Linked DNA regions of Mus musculus: region 2 is linked to region 1. The links are chromatin contacts, called in public promoter capture Hi-C maps. All regions are on one chromosome and are shown on one strand. The core of a region is the stretch at or near the end of the contact, and the rest is flanking DNA. Distances in the headings are between cores, read along the strand shown. Region 1 overlaps Kcnq3 (potassium voltage-gated channel, subfamily Q, member 3). Region 2 holds the start of Lrrc6 (leucine rich repeat containing 6 (testis)).

Region 1 (6,417 bases), core at 2,091-4,590:
AAGCTTTTAAGAGACAAGTATGGTCCACTCTTAACTCCTAATTTGTAACACGTGACTATCCGGTAGTTTGTTGAGGGAAGGAGGGCACCATAATAGAGAGGGTGACAGATCCTGAGATCAGTTAAAGACATCCTTGGAAGACAAAGGATACATCAATTGGATGAGAGAAAAATAGGGATTTAGGAAAGGAGATAGAATTTGGAGAGTCTTCTATGTTTTAATTAAATTTTAAATCTGCTATGACTAGAAAGATAAAGACTGAGGAGACAAGCATAGGGAAGCCTAATATGTTTTGGAGTTCTGTTGTTGGTTGTGCATTTGGTTACAACTTCTATGTCTTCTTAATGCATTGAAACCTATTTGCCTGTAATGCTCTCCTGGGCCTCACATAGCAATTTTGCTCTTCACTTCTGCTTAAAGGTTTGATATTCTTAGAGCCACTTCTGCTATACCTTGGTTACTATTCAGGGGAAAGTATTTCCTGTCTTTTCACTGGCAACACATTTGGGCCTTTGGTGCAAAAGTGAGTTTCTTGTAGGTAGCATATTGTGGGATCCTTCCTCGTATTCATTATGTTGTGGAATGATGTGATGTAGGAGAGCCAGATTTTCTTGCTAAAGACCTGGGACTTGATCAGTCTACTTAGAAAAATAATGAGAAAATGTATTTGAAGGGTAGAGTGGAGACAGGAAAGGCAGTAATGAGGGTACTTTCCCCTGGGCTCTTTTCTTCTAATCTCCCTGTGTCTAGTCCAGAGATGATACGTCTCTAGCTGTGCTTTATCATGACATGTGAGCACTGCTCTGCTTAGCTTGTGTATGTACTGTTTGGCTCACCCTGAGAGGTGGCCTCTGTTCACAGGGTGTTCTTAGCTTGTTGTAGTTGCAGTCCTGCAACTCTTAACACAGGATAAAAAGAAGCAATCACTTTGAATCATTTTAAAATTACTCTTTGTACTTTTTCATATGTACTGTTAGATTCTGACATCAGATGAGATTGTTTTGAACTATTTGAACCTCGCAGATAAATAAGCATGTGATACATTTGAGCAGAGAAAATGAGTTCCAGAAGGAAAAGGGAGAACATAGGTCAGATCTCAAAAAAGGCAAAGTAAACACCTATCACATTTAAAATTTCCTGGTGTGTAATAGTTCACCTGTTTCCCTGATGTCGTTGGGATTTAATGAAAGGCAACACATTAGTCTAACCATGTTAAGAAAGAGCACACATCCTGTCAAAGCTCTCTCCACTTTATTGAACACACACACACACACACACACACACACACACACACAAATGGCATTGTGGGAGACAGACTAGGCTGAGAGCAGAAGGCCAGGGTGTCACCATCACTCTGCCGCCAGTGTCATGTTGTGCTCACATGCTTACTTGGGCCTCTAAAGGGACAAAAGCAGGCTTCTTGGGGTTCCTCGAATGTTGTGGTTGCTAGAACTTGTGTGGGGAATATATTATGAACAGAGTCAGGAGAAGGAAACACTAGGGAAATAAGAGTATTGTTTATGTACTCATGTCTGTGTCTCTAGGGGATGGCACATTCTTAGTCCTGTTTCTTATCTAACAAACATTACCAGTCGATAATAGCATTTCCTTCAGATAAGTTGGCAGCAGTTGGAATCCTGCATTCCAGGCAATCTCGACCAGTCCATACTAGAGTTTAAAAAATAATCAGATATTATTTTGAGGCCTTGACCAGTTGGGAATATATATATATATATAAAATTTATATCTATATTATATGTATATGTACATACATAGATATTTCATATATCCAGATTTTTAGACCAGTGTAATTTAGTTATTTGATTTTGTTATTGTTGAATCATTTGAGTTCTTTACATATGTAGACTTTATTAGCAACTCTTTGTCAGGTTTATTTCATGTGCTCAAGAGCCAGGAACCATGGCAGTGCCTTGAGGCAAGTCAGGTGTGAAGGAGCCAGGCACACCCGCTCTATTTGTTCATTCTGCCTACACCTGCCTAGGATGAGAGAACTTTCATCGCTTTCAATGAAGGAACTCTAATGATAATCAAGTGGATCCAGCTGCTGCCTGCCTCCCTAGCCTTGAGGGACATTTAGTGGAAAGTTGCCCCAGAGTTACTGAAAGTCCCAGCAGGGTCCCTAATTGAAGACTTCTCAAATATGGGAGTCCAGAGGAACAGAAAGGGAACTATCCTCCCAGTTAAATGGGGTGGCCTGGTACCTTCACCTACTTGGTGGATTCCCTGCAAATTCTCCATCAAGGTCTCTTACTGGCTCTCAGCCAAGTAGAATCTCTTGTTCCCTTGGTGTTGCTGTCACCTGGTCTTGGAAGCTCTGGTCTTACGTATATAAGTATGTATATAAAGTAGTGACGCTTCCCATGGCTCCACTGATGTTCTCAGGAGAAAAGAAAGAAAAGACCAAATAGAAATGGCAGCATATGTGTGTGCATTTTCCACCTCCTTATCTCAGTGTCATGGCAGGTCCTCCTTTACCTTCTTGATGGAAGAGCTGCCTGTGTCTCCCTGGGTGCTGCCTGGTGGAGGTCTGGTACTGAGCGGACCTGGGCAGGACGCACTGAACCTGGGACTGATTGCCTAAGCCACACAGTTCCGAATAGTGTGCAGTTCAAAGTGCCCTTATGCGTTTCTCCCCTGACTTCTTTAGCTCCTGCTTGGCTGAAAGATGGTAGCAGATAAGGAAAGAGTTCTTCAGGAGAAGCATGGAGGTGACTGTGTCTGGGGGAAGGGCATGAGGACGGCATTGACACCGACCAGCATTGCTCTCAAACACAGCCTGGAAATGTGGACAGAAGGGCCCTGCTGGATCCCCTCAGGGATCTCTTCCCAAACCTCCTATTCTAGGCCTGAAGACCACAGAGGGAGGGAGAGGATGTGAGTGCACAGAGCCTAGGAAGGTAGGGATGGGGTAGAAGAAGAGACACAGGGATGAGCCAGGTAGTGAGGGGTAAGGGAAAGAAGCAGAAAGGACTGTAGAGAGGGAGCTCAGAGTTGCAAATGGTACAGGGGAGGAGAAAAAAAATGTTAAAGTCAGGCATCTACAGAGCACCAGACAAAGGAACCTGAAGGGCAGGTGCTGTGCGGGCCAGACACATCCGGCTTCTGTCAGCAAGGCTGACAGAGGCTGACTGCTGAACTCGAGCTATTTTAAGGACAGTTTGAACTTTGCAAGAAGCTGAAAAATGTCTTCTCTTCTTGAGGTTAGAAGGCCTTCCTAGATGATTTGAGTTTCATAAATTACCGATCTTTCTCCAGTCTTAGAAAGTAGATCCCAATGACTCCTGTGCATAGCTACTTGTGTGGTTGTTGGCTGCCCCCTGCTGGTTAAGTCTGGGTGCTGCATGCTGCAGGCTGATCAGAACTAGCTTGAAACTGCATGGTGGGATAAAGGTGATTTCTCCACCTCCTCTCCCACAGTGTTAGACTAGGTCCATAGGATATCAACCTTTCTTGTAAAGTTTAATCTTGGGTTTTGATTGACACTATGTAGAGTTTCACTTGGACTTCAAATTCAGCACATTCTCTCGAAGCTTCTCATATTCTTGGGCCTGAGGCCACCACACACCCGACATTTGTTTTGTCATATCCTAGCAACAAGAGCCTCAATGTGCTCCTCTTGCTCTTCCTGTCACTCTGTTCAGTCCTTCTGAGACCACCAGGAGGATTATCTTTCAGGAAACCCTTATTATCTCCTCATCCCTTCTCTTTCGCCAGCCATGACAGCAATCACTGACCACAGCCCTCGCTGAGCTGAGTACAGATATAGATACAGATATCTCCATTGTCCTTTCTGATGTGTGCTAGGGTGCTCGGTAAATGTCCAATAGTCGGTAGAAGCAAACTATTCATACTGTGTGTTTCTATATTTGTTGCCTGCCTGTAATAAAGCTTAATTTACAGACTAAGCACGGTACAAGATTAATAGGAATAACTAACCTGAGTAGAACATGGACAGTAACAAATCATAATAAAGTAATTTAATACCCATCAATGGCTTGTTTATGGAGTTTGCATTTAATATTCTCAGAGTATGCTAGCAATGAATGACTAAAATCATGGAAAGCAAACAACAGACACATGGGAGCTGTTATATGAATGCACATTGTGCATACACATGTATGTACACTATGTGTCTCTATCGTATATGCCTGTGTGTGCATGTGTTCACGTGTGGTACTAGGAATTAAAGCCAGAGGTACTAGGAATTAAAGCCAGAACTTGACACATGCTAAGCAAGTGTTCAATCAATACACTGTATGTTTATGTGCTGTGTGTGTGCCATATGTGTGTATGTGTATGTATGTATCATATGTGTGTGTCATATATGAATGTGTTGCCAGGCATTGAAACCAGAAACTGACATTGGTGATCTACCAGTCATATAACTTGTATACATACTATCCAGTGTACTCATGTCTGTGTAACAAAGTGTGTGTGTGTGTGTGTGTGTGTGTGTGTGTGTGTGTTCTGTGTCTTTAATTCCAGCAATAGGGAATTATGGAAGTCACTTTGATATTTTCCTAAAGCAATTCTTGGTTACTTAAAGCTCTGAGCCCTGGGTTAGTCACTGGATATAAACAAACCTGGTACAGCCTCTGCTCTCCAGGAGTGGAGTATGACTGACCAAGCAACACAGACCACGTGGTCATCCAACTCTGAAAGTTAGATGCACTTGGCCGATTCCCATCATGTACTGAGTTTCCTACCATTCTATGCAACAAATTGCCACTGTCTTGGTGGACTTTAATGATACCATTTCTTTATGCAACTCACAGTTTCTGAGCATCAGTGGTCTAATTCGGTCCTATGATGAGGCCTTGTTGAGGCCAGGAAGAGATTCTCTCCCTCCAGTCTGTCGAGATGTAACTCGATGTAGTGTGGCACAGTCACAGGCTTTTGACATATAATGAAGAGAGCAAAGAAGGAGTGAGTCTTGGTGTCTGCTTAGACTTGGTGGAAGCAATCATATAAGAGCATGACTCACAGGGAACAACCATGTACATCTTGTGGAGCCATCCCCATGTTTACATGCATATCAGATGAGATATTGGGAAGAGTCTGAAAGGCTCCTACTTCTGCTATAGGATTTGGGCTCTGGGATGCGTGGTGTTTTTTTGTATACCAACTCAGCCTTGGCATCCACTTCCATGTTCAATGCCAACTGAAGGCACATCTCATAGAGCTGAGGTTAGTGCTGTATGTTGTAGAACCAAGCACTTAACATTTTACACAATACTGGTCTTTAAAATGCTACAGCAGGGGAATGGCCATATTGACCTTGAGAGTCACTCTAAGGATGATGAACTGGCATGTGTGAAGTGGTAGGTGACAGACAGGTGATGACCAAGTGTAGTAGGGAGAGGTGCTGATGTTGACATCATCAACACCGTCATCACTCTCACCTGAGAAGAGGAATCGGGGCTCAGAGTAGGTAGGTTTCACTTAAAAGTTAAAGCTATTCATTTCAAATAAAAAGCCTAACAGACTGAAGAGGTTGGTGATTGTGGTTAAATTCCTAGACAAGGCTGGAAGTCAGAAAATGTGTTCTAAGACAAAAAAAAAAAAAATTAAAATGTCTAACTGATCGAGCAACAGCATGAGCCTCTCTTTTTTCCAATTTTTATTAGATATTTTCTTCATTTACATTTCAAATGTTATCCCAAAAGTCCCCTATACCCTCCCCCAGCCCTGCTCCCCAGCCCACCCACTCCCACTTCTTGGACCTGGCGTTCCCTGCTCCTTTCTTAACCACTCTCAGTGCTGTTCATCATTTTTTCCACCTTCAGGGTTGCTGTGGCTGATGGATGAAGTAACGTATAAAGCATGTGACACTACACTGTCCAGTGTCTCACTGACCACCCCCCCCCCTTTTTGTAATTGCCTGCTGCACCAGCCAGGACTAAAGCTCCCTCCTCCCTTCTTCCTTCCTTCTAGGTTCCTGATTGTCCTGGGATGCTTGATTCTGGCCGTGCTCACCACCTTCAAGGAATATGAGACTGTGTCTGGAGACTGGCTTTTGCTGCTGGTAAGCTATGGTCCATTGACACTGTACTCCAGGACGGAAGCTCTAGGTGGCATTTACCTGGAAGCTATTTGCCTAGATCTCAGATTCCTAATGTCTCTAGCCAAGTCAAGGTCCAAGAAAAAGCAATGCCCCCTTTGTCTTGCCAGGCCTGCCATAGGCATAGCCTTTCTGATGATGATCCACTGTTCTGGACAGAAATAAGGAGCATGTAGTCCAAGCCCAAACCACCAGTATTAAATGAAAAAAACATAGCTTCCTGGCCCTCTGCAAGTTCACCTAAAGATGTACTCCATTCTAAACCCTGACCCTTCTTTGATTTCTCAAAACATAAACTGAGGATGATACTACAAAACGCATGAGGCAATGGCTGG
Region 2 (6,417 bases), core at 2,533-5,032, 470 kb before region 1:
TTCCCATAAAGACTCATCTGTGGAAAGAAGAAAAGAATAAAGAAGGGAATTAGAGAAGAAGAAAATAAAAAGGGAAGAGATGAAGGAAGGGAGGGAGTCAAAAAGGAAGGAATGTGTGTAACCTCAGGAACTTAGAGTGAAGAAATTGATGTTGAAATAAAGAAGTCCCCTTGAAGGACAATTCATACCGAATACAATGGCCACCGCATTGACTACACATTATGAAAACACTATATTACATGGAACAATAGAAAATAAGAGCCACATATCTGTTTAGGCCAGGGTCCTTGAAACTGATCCAGCCCCCAAAGGAAAAGCAAAGAAGTAGGAGGTCTATTTTGCTGTTGCTGGAATCTTAAAACAAAACTGCTCCTCAAGATTTATTTCATCTGCTTTATAAACACAAAATGTTGCAGTGATTTGCATGGAAAGCACTGCTCATCCTGCTAGGTTTGCAGGAGTCAACAAAATGAGTCTATATAAATCAGGACTTGCGTAAGCAGACGCTCATCCTGACTGCCTAAACTAATTTACTTTGAAGAAAATAGCTTCACGCAGAGTTGCCACACCATTTCCCAATTCCCCCACTGTCAGTGAACTTTCTAACAACCACAGTCTATTGTACAATGTCCTCATACCTCCTGGGTCCTCTGTTTCTGAAAAATTCAGTGCTGGGATGTCAGCTCAGGGGAGGCAAAGCAAATGCAGCCGAGCCTGGTTAACAAAAGAACAAAAACAGTCCTGTTTTCAAAGATGTCAAGCCCCTGCCGGCCTGTGGAAGAGCTCTCCTGCTAGATTTTGTTGCACGTGTCCCAAGGTGAGAAACTGCCTGATGATCTTCCTGGTTCATGTTCTAGATTCCTCCTGACAAGGACACCTGAGTGGGTTTGGATTCTACCAAACCCACACACACACATGATCATAACAGAGGATACAACAGAACTTTTGGATAGACTGCCCCATGAGTTTATTTATTCACTCACTCAGAAAACATTTATTAGGCACCCACGTACCAGTGCCTGTGCAGAGAGCTAGGACTCAAAGATAGAAACAAAGCATCAGGAAAAGAAGTCTCTCAAGTAGGCTTTAGCCGAGAATGTGATGGGGCATGGAATTCAGGTTTGCAGGCAAAATTCTGATTCACCTTGTTCTAGTAGTATAATTTCATTAGGTCTTTGCTTCCTTGCCTGTTCTGTGCTATTACTAGCATGGCCTGCATCCGGAGCCCTCTATGAGAATGAGTAGTTAGCAATCTCAAAGCATACAGGCAAGGTTGAGCACACTTAAACATCTTAAGGGTGCTGACAACATCTAAAGGATTTTTAACCAGGGTAGACACTCAAGCTTTCGATTGCTTGTGAATGAAGGAATGAAATAATTCAGTCCCACAGACATCAGAGTTCACAGGACAATTCTAAGGCCCTAGTGACACTGTGTCCTCTTGCAAGGGGCATCATGAGTTCTTGGGCAGTAGAATGGATGGAAGGAATGGGGGGGGGGGGTAACTGCCTCTGTCAAATTGTAACACTGCACCTTGTCTACCTTCATTGTGCAGCCATCTTCTAAAGGACACACCTCTTAATAATGTTTGTATTGGAGATTAAGCTCAGACATAAGCTCCCAAGAGAATCAAAATATATCAGCCTCTGTGACAAGTAGAGCGTTTCAGAGTAAGGTGGAAAGATCATTGCCAGTGGGTGTAAGTAAGGGTGAGAATAGAAGCTCAGAGCTAACATATCACACACATAAATTACAGAAGCTCTGGAGAAACTTCTAGAGTAGCGGTTCACAAACTGTGGCTCTCGATCCCTACAGAGGTGGCATAGCAGATACCCCGCATATAGGATATTTACATTTTGATTCATAACAGCAGCAAAATGGCAGTTATTAAGTAGCAGCAAAATAAGTTTATTGTTGGGGGTTACCACCACATAAGGAACAGTATTAGTGTGGCAGCATTAGGAAGGTTGAGAACTGTTGCTCTTGAGTCCTGAAATCCTTTATCCTGAGCCTGATCTCAGGCTTTCGTTATCTTAGAAACTTACCATTCTACCTGGAATACGTGGGTACCAGCTTCTTCTGAGAATCTGGATCTTTTTAGCTTCTATAAGCCCCTGCTGTCAAAACTCCTAAGTTCAAGCAGAGGTAATATTTCAAGCTCTCTTGGCACTTGATGTCCAAGAGTAATCTGACTTCAGTACTCACAGGCACAGCCAGAGATATTGCCAGTGCTGTCGTCAGGTGGAAATGGGGAAGGTGTAACTCTCAGAGACGGAGTCATCTGACCGGTGCCAAGCAGAGATAAGCATATAGGTTTGAATCATATGTCTAAAGACAGCTGTTCTACATTGTTCTGCATAAAAAACACCCAAAACCAAACCAAACAACAACAACAAAAACCCCAGGAAATGAAGAACTGGGCATATTTGTAGAGATAGTAGATGTCACTTAAATTTATTCTGAGTGCTATTGGTTACCTCCTGGAATTCCAAAGTACTTCTCCCACTAAGGGGACATGGTGCCTAAAATTCTATCATTCCGATTCAGTACTTCAGGCTTGGCCAGTGAGGCACACTATTTCTTATCTACTCTTTCAGGATTACTGTTCAAAACTCCTCTGTGCAATTCCATCTAGGCCATACTGATGACCATCATCTGCCCTCCTCCATGCCATGCCTGTTGAGTTTCTTGTCTCTGTCACATCCACACCCTCATCTACACCTGACCCAGCCTATGATGGCCAACAGCCAACGCTGAACAGACACCTCTTGAAATCATAAATTTCTTTGCACTTAGCAATGCTCAGTAAATCTTTTTTTTTAAATAAATCTTTTAAAATGCATACAGACTGCACAAATTAAGCGCAATGCACTGTACTGGTTTACTGTGACTAGAGGATTTAAAAAATAAAAACCTTTTACAAATTGCATTTTTAAAAAGCAAATGGAGAGTTATATTTACGTTTGCAACTATGGCATACCTACATTCGCTTACTAAGTTGTGCCACATTAAATATTATCTGAACATTTGAGGAGGAATGATTAATCTTACCCAACTTTTCTTAGAGTCTTCAGACACTTGAGAAATGGGACTAGGAAAATACCAGACATGCATTGTGAGCTTAGAAGGACACTTCTGTGCCTTAGAATTAAAGGGGTGGTGTGTAGGCGAAGTGGGACAGGTCATAAAAATATAATTGTATAATATGTATGAATGTGTATATATATATATAATTGTAGGGAGTGAGTGAACGTAGAGCTATGATTTAAAAGGTTGTAATTGAATGGTAACAACTAATCTATAATGAACATATTTTTTTTAAGTCCTAAGTTCTTAAACAATAATTTAAAAAGAAAAACAAAATTAAAACAGTCTTTCAGTTCAGACATATTATTTAAGCTCCACAAAGTTTTTTTTTGTTTGTTTGTTTGAGTTCAGCTTATTATTTGTCTTAGACTCAGGGACAAATGCTAAAGACGTTTAAGGTCACAACTCTAATAAATAGAGTGGGAGCCAAATCAAATCTTCGTGACTTTTCACAAGTCAAATAGAATTGAGAGTACGGAGAAAACAGGCAGAAAACACGCCCAGGGAAAGATCCCATTAGGAAGTAAAGGCTCCCTGTGACTCTTTGATCTGGGCAGGACTGCTCCAAAGAAAGCCACAGGTGGGGACAGGGAACAGGATTAGGTCAGGGACAGTGGAGCTTGCCACTGCTATTCTTACTGCTTCTCTTCCGGAAGTCAGGAAACCCAGCGCCACCTGACCTCCTGCGGCTGCCATAGAATCCCTGTTGCCATGACTCCCGGATTGCGTCCCACACTCTGAGAGGCGCAGCTGCTAGGGCTGAGGGAAATCCTGCCTGCCGGTCTCCCTGTTTCCCTGACCAGAGATCCAGAAAAGCACCATGGGCCGAAGTAAGCGACCCTCACCCTCGGTGGGCTCAGCACCCGCTCCCCACGGCCAGCCAGTTCCCCTCCTCCCACCGCAGGGCCAGCCCCCAGGTGCCTCAGCTGCACCAGGCTCTCTGTCTTCTGCCCAGTACTCCTCAGATTCCCTCAAGATCCCTTAGGTCCTTCTGGGTCTGCGTAAGACCCCCTGAAGTCCCACCACGATATTTCATTATCCTATAGGTCCTCCTAAATCCTTTCAGGAGTTCTTGGGTCCCTTCAAGTCCCTTAAGTCTTATCAGGTCTCTTGAGGTCCCCTCAGATTCCTTATGTCCTCTCAAGTGCCTGCCATGTTCTCTACTTGTCACTGGCCAGCAGCTACCCAGTCTATGAAGTGGGCTCTAGGGAGAAAGGGACTTCGGGAAGACGGGATGGCTCAGCCTTAACACATGATTGGTTAGGCTGTGAAGTCCTGTGTGACACATTCTGTGTGCCACCATCTCGCTGAATAAGATAGTGCAGTCTAATGGAAGAGGGCACCAATTTTCAGAGTCATGGTTTGGTACACACCCTTCTCTATGGCCATCCTAAGAGTTCTATAACTTTGCTCTGGAACCCCATCTTTGAACCTCAGCGTCCTCATTTCCACAGCAAGGTTTTATTCTACAGTCTTAGTAAATAGGTAAAAGTGTTTATCTAAAGCTATTATAACTGTCCTCAAAGCGATGTGAGGAGTAAGTGTTTTTAGATTAGGTTGAATCATTTCTATTATCAAGGAATTTTTGATGCTAACAAATGGCATTTGCATACAGTTATCATTGTCAAAGTATCACCATATGTGTATAAGTGTGTGTGTGTGTGTGTGTGCATGCATACATGTGTGCAGATTCACATTTGTGTGCATATGGAATCTGGAGTTTGGCATCTAACATCTCAATTGCTTCCCACTGTATTTTCTTTAAATCAGGATCTCTCATTTAAAATAGAGCTTCTATTCAGTAAATTCACTAAACTGGCTGATCAATGAGTTAGAGGGGCCTGACTGTCTCTGCCTCTCTAGTGCTAGGATTACAGACATACCCTCCTCCATGGATGCTAGTAATCTAGACTCATGCCTTCATTCTTTACCAGCTGAGTCATCTCATCCTCCATAATTAATATTTTTTAGTCAAGAGACTGTGATTGGGGCTGGGGCACAGTTCAGCAGTAGAGCACTTGGGAGTCTCAGAAAAAGAGGAGGAGGAAAGAGGATGGGAGGGAGGGAGAGAGGGAGGAAGGAAGGGGCTGTGGAGAGTTTACTGAATGAATGTAAGATGGTAAACATAAATAATGAAGGAGAGTAAGATGGTGGGGTTTCTTCTTGCCTTGGAAATCTGCAAGAGGTCACCTTTACAAATGTCCTGTTGAGAAGCTAGAGAGTTTTCACCAGGTACCTAATTAGCCATGTAGGACTGGCGGAAGAGAGTGGCCTGAAATGAAGTCCAGAGAACAAGATGAATGACACTGTCACAAGTGCTCACACATTTCATGCCAGATTCAGATGTTTTCCATGCATTTCTCTCTCTCTCTCTCTCTCTCTCTCTCTCTCTCTCTCTCTCTCTCTCTCTCTCTTTCTCCAATGTTCCAAGTCAGGGTCAGGGAACCATGACCAATGGATCCATTTTTATGGGAGGTAACACAGAGCTGAGAACCACCTTGGCCAATATCTGATCCCAGGAACTAAGACAGAATGGAGAGATTTTAGGGTCCTTCTTAGACATACTCTCCTCTCTGTGATGATTAATTTTTGTCAACTTACTGCAAATTAGAGTCATCTGAGAAGACAGTCTCAGTTGAGGAACTGTGTTTATCAGATTGTTCTACAGGCAAGTCTGTGAGGGTATTTTCTTGTTTAATGTTTGATGTGGGAAGGCCTAGCCCACTGATACCATACACAGTCAGGGAGTCTTGAGTTGTACAAGAAAGTAAACTGAGCAGGCAGGCAGGCCATGGAGAGCGAGACTGTGAGCATCATTCCTCCATGGTTCCTTCGTCAAATCAAGCTCCTGTTCTGACTTCTCCCAGTGACAGATCATGATCTGGGAGTTATAAGATGAAATAAACCCTTTCTTCTTCAGGTTAGTTTTGGTCATGGTGTTTAGTCACAGAAAAAAAAAAAAATTTGGACACCCCTGCTCTACCTTGAATAGCTTTCTGCTTGCTAACATGTCTTCAGTTTTCTAGAAGAGTTTGTGGTAAGTCTATTTTTCCTTACATGGTTGGTATGGTTTATCTGTGGAAACATGTGTGCCTAAATTCTCTTTGCTAGAAGGCTTGTTACTCCGTATCTAGCTACTTGAGGTGACTGACAGCTCCTTAATCTACCCTTGTGTTTTTAATGAGCTTGGTAGTTTTCATCTTATTAAACAATTTAACATATCTTTATTAATTTTTAGGGGAGGTGCATAATATTTACAATATTCTCTGTATCCTTTAATATTTGCATATTAGATATATACATACATATATATGTTTATATATGTCCTTT

The links. Promoter capture Hi-C pulls out the DNA fragments that hold promoters and counts their contacts.
Region 2: a promoter capture Hi-C map of hippocampal neurons shows a contact between it and region 1, with 6 times the contacts expected there. The contact joins the promoter of Lrrc6 here to the enhancer-like site in region 1. A contact is called at or near these places in 11 of 39 promoter capture datasets (the 3T3-L1 cell line, cranial neural crest, embryonic stem cells and 6 more), 1 of 484 Hi-C or Micro-C datasets (cranial neural crest) and 2 of 115 datasets of contacts at active chromatin or transcription factors (embryonic basal ganglia and embryonic stem cells).

Annotation. Positions count from the first base shown.
Region 1 is chr15:66,031,009-66,037,425 of GRCm38.p6, reverse strand. It overlaps Kcnq3 (potassium voltage-gated channel, subfamily Q, member 3), which reads left to right. Exons shown (of 15, transcript NM_152923.3): 2 at 5,956-6,046. Among named protein-coding and RNA genes, the nearest start is that of Hhla1, 57 kb to the right of the region's middle. Within about 2 kb of position 3,340, at least 9 of the 459 cell types and tissues checked have an H3K27ac peak or open chromatin away from gene starts, as enhancers often do. A contact at or near this core is called in hippocampal neurons and stem cell-derived epiblast-like cells, where this site is marked.
Region 2 is chr15:66,498,275-66,504,691 of GRCm38.p6, reverse strand. Lrrc6 (leucine rich repeat containing 6 (testis)) reads left to right here and starts at 3,782. Exons shown (of 12, transcript NM_019457.2): 1 at 3,782-3,917. The coding sequence starts at 3,908. Gm31006 (a long non-coding RNA gene) reads right to left here and starts at 3,827. Exons shown (of 5, transcript XR_384154.3): 1 at 3,727-3,827; 2 at 3,052-3,091; 3 at 2,206-2,281; 4 at 639-714.